Regions from separate parts of the Oryctolagus cuniculus genome. Here region 1 is linked to region 2. A link is a contact called in public Hi-C data. All regions are on one chromosome and are shown on one strand. Each heading gives the region's core, a stretch centred on a gene start, on an enhancer-like site or on the middle of the called end of the contact. The rest is flanking DNA. Distances are from core to core; before and after follow the strand shown. Region 1 overlaps FBXO43 (F-box protein 43). Region 2 holds the start of OSR2 (odd-skipped related transciption factor 2).

Region 1 (5,174 bases), core at 2,367-4,866, 1.1 Mb before region 2:
AGGGCTGGGCCAGGCCCAAGTAAGGAGCCAGGAACTCCATCCTGGTTTCCCACATGGGTGGCAGGGACCCAGGGACTTGGACCATCATCTGCTGCCTTCCCAAGCACATTAGCAGGAAGCTGGATGGCAAACAGAGCACCTGGGACTGGAACAGGCACTGGGATATGAGATGCTGCTGTCACAGCAGCGGCCTGACCTGCTGTACCACAGTGCCAGCTCCTAATAAACACATTTCTTGACTGAATATTAGTACTGTATGAATGTAGGACAGGTGAGAGGTTTTTTTTTTCTTTTTCCTTTTCAAATAGCAAAGCTGTTCAAATGAATTACCACCAGGTTATTTGCAAAAATAAGCCCAAGGCATTGGGTTTCACCATCTAAGCAATCCCCTAGTTCTCTGACATGTCCATAAGGTGAGAAAGCTTCAAAGAATTCCACGATAGGCTGCAGTAAAGACTCCCCTCTTCTTAGACCCTGCTTTAAGACAGGGGATACAGGCCGGTGCCGCGGCTCACTAGGCTAATCCTCTGCCTTGCAGCGCCGGCACACCGGGTTCTAGTCCCGGTCGGGGCGCCGGAGTCTGTCCCGGTTGCCCCCCTTCCAGGCCAGCTCTCTGCTGTGGCCAGGGAGTACAGTGGAGGATGGCCCAAGTGCTTGGGCCCTGCACCCCATGGGAGACCAGGAGAAGTACCTGGCTCCTGCCATCGATCAGCGCGGTGCGCCGGCCGCGGCGGCCATTGGAGGGTGAACCAATGGCAAAGGAAGACCACCTTTCTCTCTGTCTCTCTCTCTGTCTCACTGTCCACTCTGCCTGTCAAAAAAAAAAAAAAAAAAAATAGGGGATACAGACTGCTCTGTGGGCTAGATCCTGTCCATTGCCTATGGGTTTTTAAAAATACACATTTCTGTTTTGAATTGACACATGGCAGTTGTACATATTCATCAGGCACGTTGTGACAGTTCAGTACATGTGTAGGCCCCTTGGATGGTTGTCGTGTTTCTGTGTGTTTTAGGCGCACTCACCATCTCCTACCAGCTGTGCTGAAATACTTTCTTCATTGTTGTCAACCATGGTTATCCTACTGTGCTTTCTAGAACACTGGACGTTACTCCTCCCCTCCAGCTGTGCCCCTGCATCTGTTAACCATCCTCTCTTCATCCCTGGTCCTCCACACACTCCCCAGACCCTGGGAACCACTGCTCTGTGCTCCGCTTCTATAAGATTAACTCCTTAGCTTCCACGTGTAAGTGACATCACACAGGAATTGTCCTTCTATACCTGACTTACGTAATGTCCTCCAGTTCCATCCAGGTTGCTGCAGACAACAAAATGCCATTCTTTTTCATGACTGAATAGTATTCCACTGTGTGTGTGTGTGTATACATACACTTATTTTTTATTCATTCATGTGTCAATGGTACCTACGTTGATCCCCTTTCTTGCCTAATTTGAATAGTGCAGCAGTAAACAGGCAAGCACAGAAATCTTTTTGATATCATCCATGTTTTTAAAGTAAATTTTATTGGAACACATCCTCACTCCTTATTTTATGCTTTGTCTATAGCTGTTTTCTCTCTAACTGCAAAAGTTGAATAGCGTAGCTATATGGCCTGAAAAATCCAGAACACTTACCTTGGGCCCTTTTCAGGAAAAGTTTGCTGAACCAAGCCTTGAAATAAATGGAGAAATACTGATCATGCAAACGTAAAGCTAGAATTTATAGTTTTAATTTTTTTATTTTTATATTTCTTAGACTTTTTCATGTTTGGTGAGAAAATGTTTTTGGCTTTGTTTTTCTAAAAAGGAATAGTCAAAGGAGAAAATTCTGGTGATATAAAATCGTTTCCACTTCAATCTATGTGCACTGCAAAGCCATTCTGGAATGTTTTGATGTTCCAGTGTTGACTCTCGACTTCTACCACAGGGGGCTGTGTTAAATGTGGAGGATGCTGCCACGCGGCTTCATCTTGTAAACCGCTCAGCTTTAAGATCAGTGCAAGCACAGGCTAGGACTCCCGGTTCTCAGCAAGAGCAAGTTCCAACATTGTCTCCTTGGGGAGAAGTCTTGACACCCATAGCAAGCTCCTCCGTTGTTCACACCAGTAGTAAGCAGGAGGAATATGTTAAGGTGAGTATTTGTCCTAAGTTATCAGAAGTAAACATTGACAGAAATAAAGTGCCTCTACCTGTGAGCCCGGAGCATTTAGTGTGTGTGCTTTTACCGCAGGTTGCCAAAACACTTTTTATTGACGAAGCATTAAAACCTTGCCCACGGTGCCAGTCCCCTGCTAAGTACCAGCCGTATAAGAAAAGGGGGCTGTGTAGCCGCATGGCCTGTGGTTTTGACTTTTGTGTGTTGTGTCTGTGTGCTTATCATGGGTCTGAAGAATGTAGTAGAGGAACAACAAAGGCAAGAAGTAGAAAAGACGCTGTCCCAGGAAGTGCCCAGAGTAAGCGGAATTTAAAACGCCTCTAAAGAGACTAAGTGGAAAAGAAGCACTCCCCCTGATGCATTTCTTACTTGAAATTATGACTATTTTAAACACATGCCAATCCTCCCATTAATAACAGATGATGATTTCCTTCCTGTTTTGTATATATTCTAATCCATGTCATTGTATATTTTAAATCATTAAGTTTTACAATTTTTTTATTTGACTAAATCGTTTTTATTTATTTTAACATCTTGGTATTTTAAATAAAGACTTTTCAGTGTTGTCAAATGTATGTATTTCATTGTTTCATGTAACATGTTGAACTTGTGCATTTCATCATTATGTGCTGAAATGTGTTTCAATCATGAAAATGATATTCTAAATAACATTAAAAATTTTGAGACCTTAGCCTTATGGATTTGGGAGATGAATACTTGACTGAGATTAAGCATAAATAGAATGAATTCATAAGTCCCATTAAAATCACTCCATAATTTCGATCCTTGTCTTCACATATTTGGGTAGACTCCTGGTTAAGTAAAATTTACTTAACATTGAAAACTAAGACGACACAAAAGATAAACTATGTGGCACATGTAGTTATTCCTAATGGGGGTCTTAGTTAATAAGCATAAGTCATACTTTTCAAGTAAGTATTTCAAAAAATAAGTTATTTGTAGGAGACTCAGATGAAGTTCACCTCTCCTGAGTTTTTCCATTATCTTTGCTTAATTTATAGCACAAAGCAGTATTATACATTTATAACAAAAATTTACTAAACATATCTAAAATTTAATCTGTAACATTCTAGATTCAAATAAATTTATTTATTGTGGATTTGTTTTATTTTAGCTCAAAATAAAGGTTTTAAAAGAAGGAAATACACACTATTATTTCTGAATGGAGGCGTGTAAAGACTTCAAAGGTTGCACTCAACATTCCACAAGGGGGCACCAAAGACTCATTTATGGTTGTTTTGGCTTTTCTTCAAAAAAGTAAATTTAGCTTGTACGTGTTTGACCTTGATGTGCTGCGACATTGCCAAAGAGGGGAAATGTTGCTTGACTTAATTTTTAAAGTGTATATGGGATAAAGTTTTGCTAATAGCTATTACTCAGTGCTAATGAAAATACTCCATCTGGCTTGCAAGCATGTACCGTTTTCCCAGATGCCTTCTCACAGAACGCCCTGCGGGCAGGCCCTGGTTGGTACTTGGGCAATCTGTGTTTACTTGGCAGTGGCCCTGCGCTCCTGGCTGCCTCCTCCCGGGCTGCAGAGCCAGGTCAGTTGAAGGAGCCTTGGATTCGTGGCGGTTATGAATGGAGTCATCCTCCCACCGAGGATTTCCCCTGGGCAATTCGGTTCCTGCAGAGAGGTGACACTCTGTTGAAGTCCTAGGCACAGCCTCCTGAGATCACTGTGACTGCCTCCCAGCTGGTTTCCTTGCTTCTCACGTCTCCCCATTTAAATGTTTCCTAGAGATCCACTGCCAGGCTCTTGGTACTACTATGCAGTTCTGACTGCAGTTGCTTCCGAAAAATATATCAGGTTTTAGGATCTCTTAATGGCCCTATCAGTCTCTCTCACCACTCCCCTCTGTATGCTTTGTTACAGCCAAACTATTCTCCTTGCTGTTTTCTAAACTCTGCATGGGATTTCTCCCACTTCCTTCTTCTCTTGCCGTATTCAAGTCCCACAAAATCTAGCTAATCTTGTTTGTTAGCTTGAATCATTTTCTGAACTCTCCAACAAGGCAGAATTTCCACCTTCTCTGGGTCTTGTGTTTATTTATACCTTCCTTATGGTATCTCTGGCAAGCCTTGGTTTGCATTAAGTTCTTATCTTCCACCATGAAGCAAACTCCTAAAGGCAGAACGATTTTCTTTTTACCTTTTTTTTTTTTTTTTTTTTTTTTTTTTTTTTTTTTTTTTAAGATTTGTTTATTTGTTTGACAGGCAGAGTTACAGAGAGGCAAAGGCAGAGAGAGAGAAGTCTTCCATCCTATTGTTCATTCCCCAAAATGGCCACAAGGGCCGGAGCTGAGCCTATCCAAAGCCAGGACCCAGGAGCTTCTTCCAGGTCTCCCATGTGGGTGCAGGGGTCCAAGGACTTGGGTCATCTTCCACTTCTTTCCCAGGCCATAGCAGAGAGCTGGATTGGAAGAGGAGCAGCCGGGACTCGAACCAGCACCCACATGGGATGCTGGCCCTGAAGATGATGGCTTTACCTACTATGCCACAGTGCCGACCCCAGAACTGTTTTCTACTAGCTCCTGTAGCACAGGGCCTTGGCACATGATATAATATGCACAATGTGCACGAATGGCTGAAATCATTATTGATTGTCCCCATGAAAACAACTTCTATGCCAATCTCAGTTTTATTTCCTTTTTCAGCTGGTGGCATAGGGACTTTCAATTACCCTTATCTGTTTTTCAAAGAGCTAACGTGTGGGGGTGTGGGGACACTCCCCCACACACACCCCACCCCAGCACTGTGGTGTAGAAGATTAAGCCACCACCTGCAGTGCCAGCATGCCATATGGATGCCGGTTCGAGTCCTGGCTGCTCTACTTCCAATGCAGCTCCCTGCTAATGCACCTGGGAAAGCAGCAGAAGATGGCCCAAGTCCTTGGGCTCCTGCCACCCATGTGGGAGACTTGGAAGAAGCTCCTGGCTTCAGCCTGGCTCAGCCCTTGCCATTGCAGCCATCTGGGGAGTGAACCAACAGATGGAAGCT
Region 2 (4,885 bases), core at 687-3,186:
TTGTCCACAGTTGAGCCATGGAGTTCCCACCCTGGGTTCCTGGTAACAGACGCTCACTCCTGCCCGTCACTGCTCCTCCATCCCATTCCTGGGACCACTGGTTACTCTTAATCTTGCAAGAAAGGGAACTTAAAGCATGTTGGTGGGGCTGGGGCTACTTTTCTGTCATCAGCTTCCTTCACAAGGATTTCCAGGCACCGACATGAGTTTTGTGAGATCCACTGGCTGTCAACACAGGAGATGTCTACATACTAATTTCAGTTCAGGGAAGCTTTCAAACCATGGGAGGTAAAAGGTAGCACGGTAACTTGATAAGGAGTCTCCCTCTTTGGAAATGGTGTTATTACACTGAATTATCTAAAAATAATTCACAGGCAGGGATCATCTGCTGAAACTTGTGCATGGGTACCTGAGAGAAGTGGCTGATGGATCAGTAGGCTTACAAAATTCAGCCCAAACCACAATAGAATTTTAAGTAGATGGAAAAGCAATAGTCTAAGGCGATCTTAGATCATTGGGGTGGGGGGGGCAAGAGGGGAGAGGTTGCAGACTGGAGGTTCCTGCCCCTTCACAGCGCCTCTGCCTTCCCGAGGAGTTAATTAAATTAAGATGCCTTCCGCAGAATCTGGGTTCTGTTTCTCTCTGTTCCCTCGCTGCCCCTGCGTGAGTAATTTTCTCGTTCTGCTCAGGGCTGTAGTTCCTTTAGCAGAGAAAGTAGTCGTCAGCGCCGCTTTGCTCCGGGGAGCCCCGGCCCTCTTTTGTCTTCTACTAACAGGTAATGGAGACACCGCCAGCGCTCCCTCCGCAAACACCTTTTCCTCCCTCGTTCTTACAACCGCAACTCCCTTTTCGGTGGCTATTTGTCGCGAGCCAAGTGTTTTTAAGCCCCTGCGGAGTCTGCCTCTGTCTCCTCCGCCGGGACTGAAGAGTGGAAGGAAAATCAGAAAGCCAGCAGGCGGTTGGAGAATTAACCTAACACTGAACTATTTCCCCCTTGAAACGTGCCTGCAGCTGCGCGGGCCATGCGGGCACGGCGCGTCCAGGCCCCTCGCGCTGCGCTGCCGCTGCTGTTCCGGGACAGGTCCACTCGGGTGTCCTAGGGCGGGGACAGAAACTCCATGGGGTTGTGGGTTTGATCTCAGCCAAAGTCGATCGGCTTTTATAAGTAAGTCTTTCCTGCTTAAATGTCCCCCAAACAGAACTAGAGAAATAGCACCTACGTGTGTGTGTGTGTGTGTGTGTGTGTGTGTGTGGTTTGGGTGTTAGCTGGAAGTCGCTTCCCAGGGATCCGAGGAAGTGAGCACAATGCCCCAGGATCTCATCCGTACGATTTCTTTCCACAGTGTCTGAACTTGCGGCAACGCCAGACCGAGAACCTGAGCGCCCCCTGCAAACCCCAAGCCCTTCCCTCCTTCCCGGGAGCCGCAGGGGTCCGTTGCAGACCCTTCCCAGAGCAGACACTCACCTCCGGCAGAAAAATCTGCCTGGGAAGCCCCTCTCAGACCAGGTCCCGGCTGCGAGGCGCAAGGCTTGGAAAGGTCATCGGGTCCACGCCGGACAAACTTCTTCTTCCCGGCGGAGTCCCGGGAGCCGTGGACATGATCTGGAGGACGGACGGCGGGCAGCGAAAGCGAGAGTGGATCCTCGTTTTCGTCGGAAATGTACGCGGAACGTATAAAAACGCGGGGTGCCTGGGGCCGGCGCTCAGCACTCCCCCGAAACTCCGCGCCCAGGCGAGCCTCTCGCCGCCGACTCCGGGTGAGGTCGGAGCCCGCAGCCTCGCAGGGCCATTCCCCTCCAGGAGCGAGCGCGCCGAGCTCCGTCCCCGCCCGCGTCCCACCCCAGGCTGCCCCGGGCCGGGAGTCCCGGGCTTTAGTAGCGGCCCCGCCTCCCCTCCGGGCGGGCGTCCCGCCGCCGAGCCGGGCCCACTGCGCCCTGGCTCCGCCTCCGCGCCCGGCGCCCGCTAATGGTCCACTCTGTTTACTTGTGTTTGGATAGCAACTGAGTCTTAAAGGCACAGGTTTGCTTGAGGTGTCCCTGTTAGAGAGATGGAGCCCAAGGTGACTCAGTTCGAAACTCACGCACAAACACAACGCCCACCCCCTTCCTTCTTGGTGCCACTTTGCCTTACGGTGTTAGAAACTAGGCGAAGACCCCGCAGAGAAGCCCAAAGGGCATTTTGTGGTTTTACTCTGTGCGCGCCCTGGCTTCATTTCCACATCTTAACACGTTTAACACGACCTTCTTCACAGGGTAAAAGGCAATCAGTTCTAGATTACATCCTCCGGCACTTAGCACCCTCCCCCCAATTTTAAACAGTCTTGGACATGCTTTTGATCAATTATGACGATATGTGTAGTCTGCTTTCCCCCGCTGGTTTCAAAATGAAGTTTGTTTATAAAGGTGACAATTGACTAATTTCGTAATTACTACAGAGACATGTGGAATGCACCAGAAGAAATTTCTCCCAGTATTTGAGTTTTAATCAGCGCGTGTATATTTCATACGCAGTTAACCAACCTGGTTAGAATGGGTGGGCATCTGCAACCCATTGGCAAAAAATTAAGTAATCCAACTGCGTTGGGTGAGCAAGCTTCGAGAACCTTTTGACAGAGACGATCCTGGCTTCTCAAGACGCATACATCTTCATCCCCAGCGAAAACTGAGTTCACCGTTGGAGAAGGGAAGTTAACCGAATTTCAAGTGCAGTGATAGGTTGTTCAAGTTCTCCCCAACGTTGGGTCAAGCGTGAGTAGAACTGCAAAAACGCACCTCGGCCCCTCTGGAATAGGCTGACCGAGTGACAGAAAGAGAACAGCACGCACCCGCTCTAAGCAGCCTCTTTTCGCAGAAGATGTGCGTGAGTAACGCTCTGCAAAAACAAAAACAAAAACAAAAAACAAAAAAACAAAAACCGCCTTTCGTCCCAGAAGAGTCGCCAGAGGGGACTGGGCGTCAGCCCACGGCAAGCCAGCGCTCAGGGGTGCGGGTCTTCCTGCCCAAAAGGCCGTGCACTTTGAACCGGTTCCACCAAAAGATGGCTTTGAATGAGCCTCCCCAGAGGGCTCTGAAAATCATCTCAATCCTGTGGGGCAGTGGACAAACGCACGTGGAAGGCTGAACACCGCCAACAGGCGAATGCACGGATTGGGGAGCCGGGTAGAACCTACAAGGTATTATTTTAGTAAGATAAAACTCTTTCTATCTTGTTTATGCCGAGGTGGATCGATTTTTTCGTTCTTCTGCTTAACTATAATTCAAGAACAGTAGTTTCCTCCTTCCTTTTCTTTCCAACTTCTGAAAGAGTAAAAAAAAAAAAAAAAGTGAGCGTGCAGTGCTTAGCTGCTTCAAGGTAAATTTAACAAATAGCAAGGAAGTAGCTAAGAGTTCGCAGTTGAAAACAAAACAACCGTTTTCCCTGGTGGGTTCCAGAGGGGAGCTTTCATTTTAGCGCTCGGTACCGAGCCTCAGCTTCGGGGATGCCTGCGGTCCCCTCTCTCCAACCGCCTCATTCCTTCTGCAGCTTTTCTCAATTTGGGAGCTTTGGAGGGAACTTTCTCTTCTTTCAGAGTCCCCGGGACGCACCCTCGGCGGCGTGGTGACCTGAAGCACGTTCCTACTCCTCGTAGTTCCTCTCCACCCCAGCGGAGGCAGTTCGCCGGCGGCGGGCTTCACACCTTTCCCGTCCTACGCGTGTGTACGTTGGGTGCGGAACCACCCGACCTTCCAACCACCCACGAGCTGCGCCCTCTTTCCACAAACCTCCCGAACCGGATTTTTCTTTCTTTCTTCCTTTTTTTTTTTTTTTTTTTTTTGCAGACACGCGTTTACCTCGCCCACCCCAGCCTCCAAGGTTCCAAAATGGAGGCCCGGCCACGGCGGCCACGAGCGCCGCCGCATTCGCTCCGAAGGTAGGGAAGGATCCGTAAGCCGACGTAGGGCAGAGCCGCGTGGCCCGGCAGCGCCTCGGCGGCCTCTGGCCTCTGCGGCCACGAGGCGCAGGTGCGCGCCCGGAGCGGCCGAGCGCCTGCCGATGGAGCGCCGCGCCGCACTGAGCTAGGGGCTCCCCCCCAACCCCAGCCACCTCCGCGCCCACCCGGGGCCGGCCCTGGAGATTCTCCGAGCTCAGACTCGGAGAACTTCACGTCCCTTCTCGCGTCAGCGGCGCACGCCTTGCAGGGGCCCACAAACCAGCAGCTCACCGGCCAGGTTCCCGCCCGGCTACAGCGCACGGCGCGGAAGAGAGGCCGCCGGGCCCACCGGCGGCGAGGTCTGGGTGTGCGGCCAGGGCAGTCGGTCCCAGAGCCGGCTGCGGTCCCGCCGCGCCCCGGGGGGCTGGGTCTCCGCGGAGCCGTCCCACTCCCCCTGCGCCCTCGGCAGCTGTTTGGCGGCCGGATCGCTCTGCGCTTCGGCGGACGAGTCATCTGCTATCCTCACAGCTCTGGGCGTTCCACACCAAGGACGCTTGCAAGGGGGACGGCTCACAGACTGACCAGGGGCGCGAGACCGCTGCAGGTTTACGCCCCGGGAGGCCGGGGAGAGGAAACGCCGAAGAGCTGGAGGAGGAGGGGGCACGCCGCGCAGGTCCCGGCCCCCCGGCCCACCCAGGAGGCGCTGCCAGTTCGGCGGCGAGCAGGTGTCAGACAAGGACTTCCCCGGAGCTGTTTCCGACCCTCTCCGGCCGCGCGCCGAGAACACACTAAACGCTTTTATTATTATTATTATTTTTGCAACACAGCTTATGGAAACCTTATATATATATTTTTCTTCCAGGGATCCCAGCTGGCTCTACTTCTGAGGTCTCATCGACCCACTCCCCCACTTTTCTCTGCCTCTGCGGGGCGGACACCTTTTGTATTTGAACTTCGCGCACTGTGTGCTGCTT

What was found. Hi-C and Micro-C count contacts between places; a contact is called where the count stands out from the background.
Region 1: a contact with region 2 is called in a Hi-C map of an unstated tissue, with 2.5 times the contacts expected there. The contact joins the enhancer-like site here to the promoter of OSR2 in region 2. A contact is called at or near these places in 2 of 6 Hi-C or Micro-C datasets (ear pinna and an unstated tissue).

The regions. Positions count from the first base shown.
Region 1 is chr6:125,561,888-125,567,061 of mOryCun1.1, reverse strand. It overlaps FBXO43 (F-box protein 43), which reads left to right. Exons shown (of 5, transcript XM_002710712.5): 4 at 1,926-2,129; 5 at 2,229-2,724. The coding sequence ends at 2,477. It also overlaps LOC108176523. Among named protein-coding and RNA genes, the nearest start is that of RGS22, 12 kb to the right of the region's middle. Within about 2 kb of position 3,616, at least 1 of the 8 cell types and tissues checked has an H3K27ac peak or open chromatin away from gene starts, as enhancers often do.
Region 2 is chr6:124,480,195-124,485,079 of mOryCun1.1, reverse strand. OSR2 (odd-skipped related transciption factor 2) reads right to left here and starts at 1,936. Exons shown (of 4, transcript XM_017341455.3): 1 at 1,466-1,936.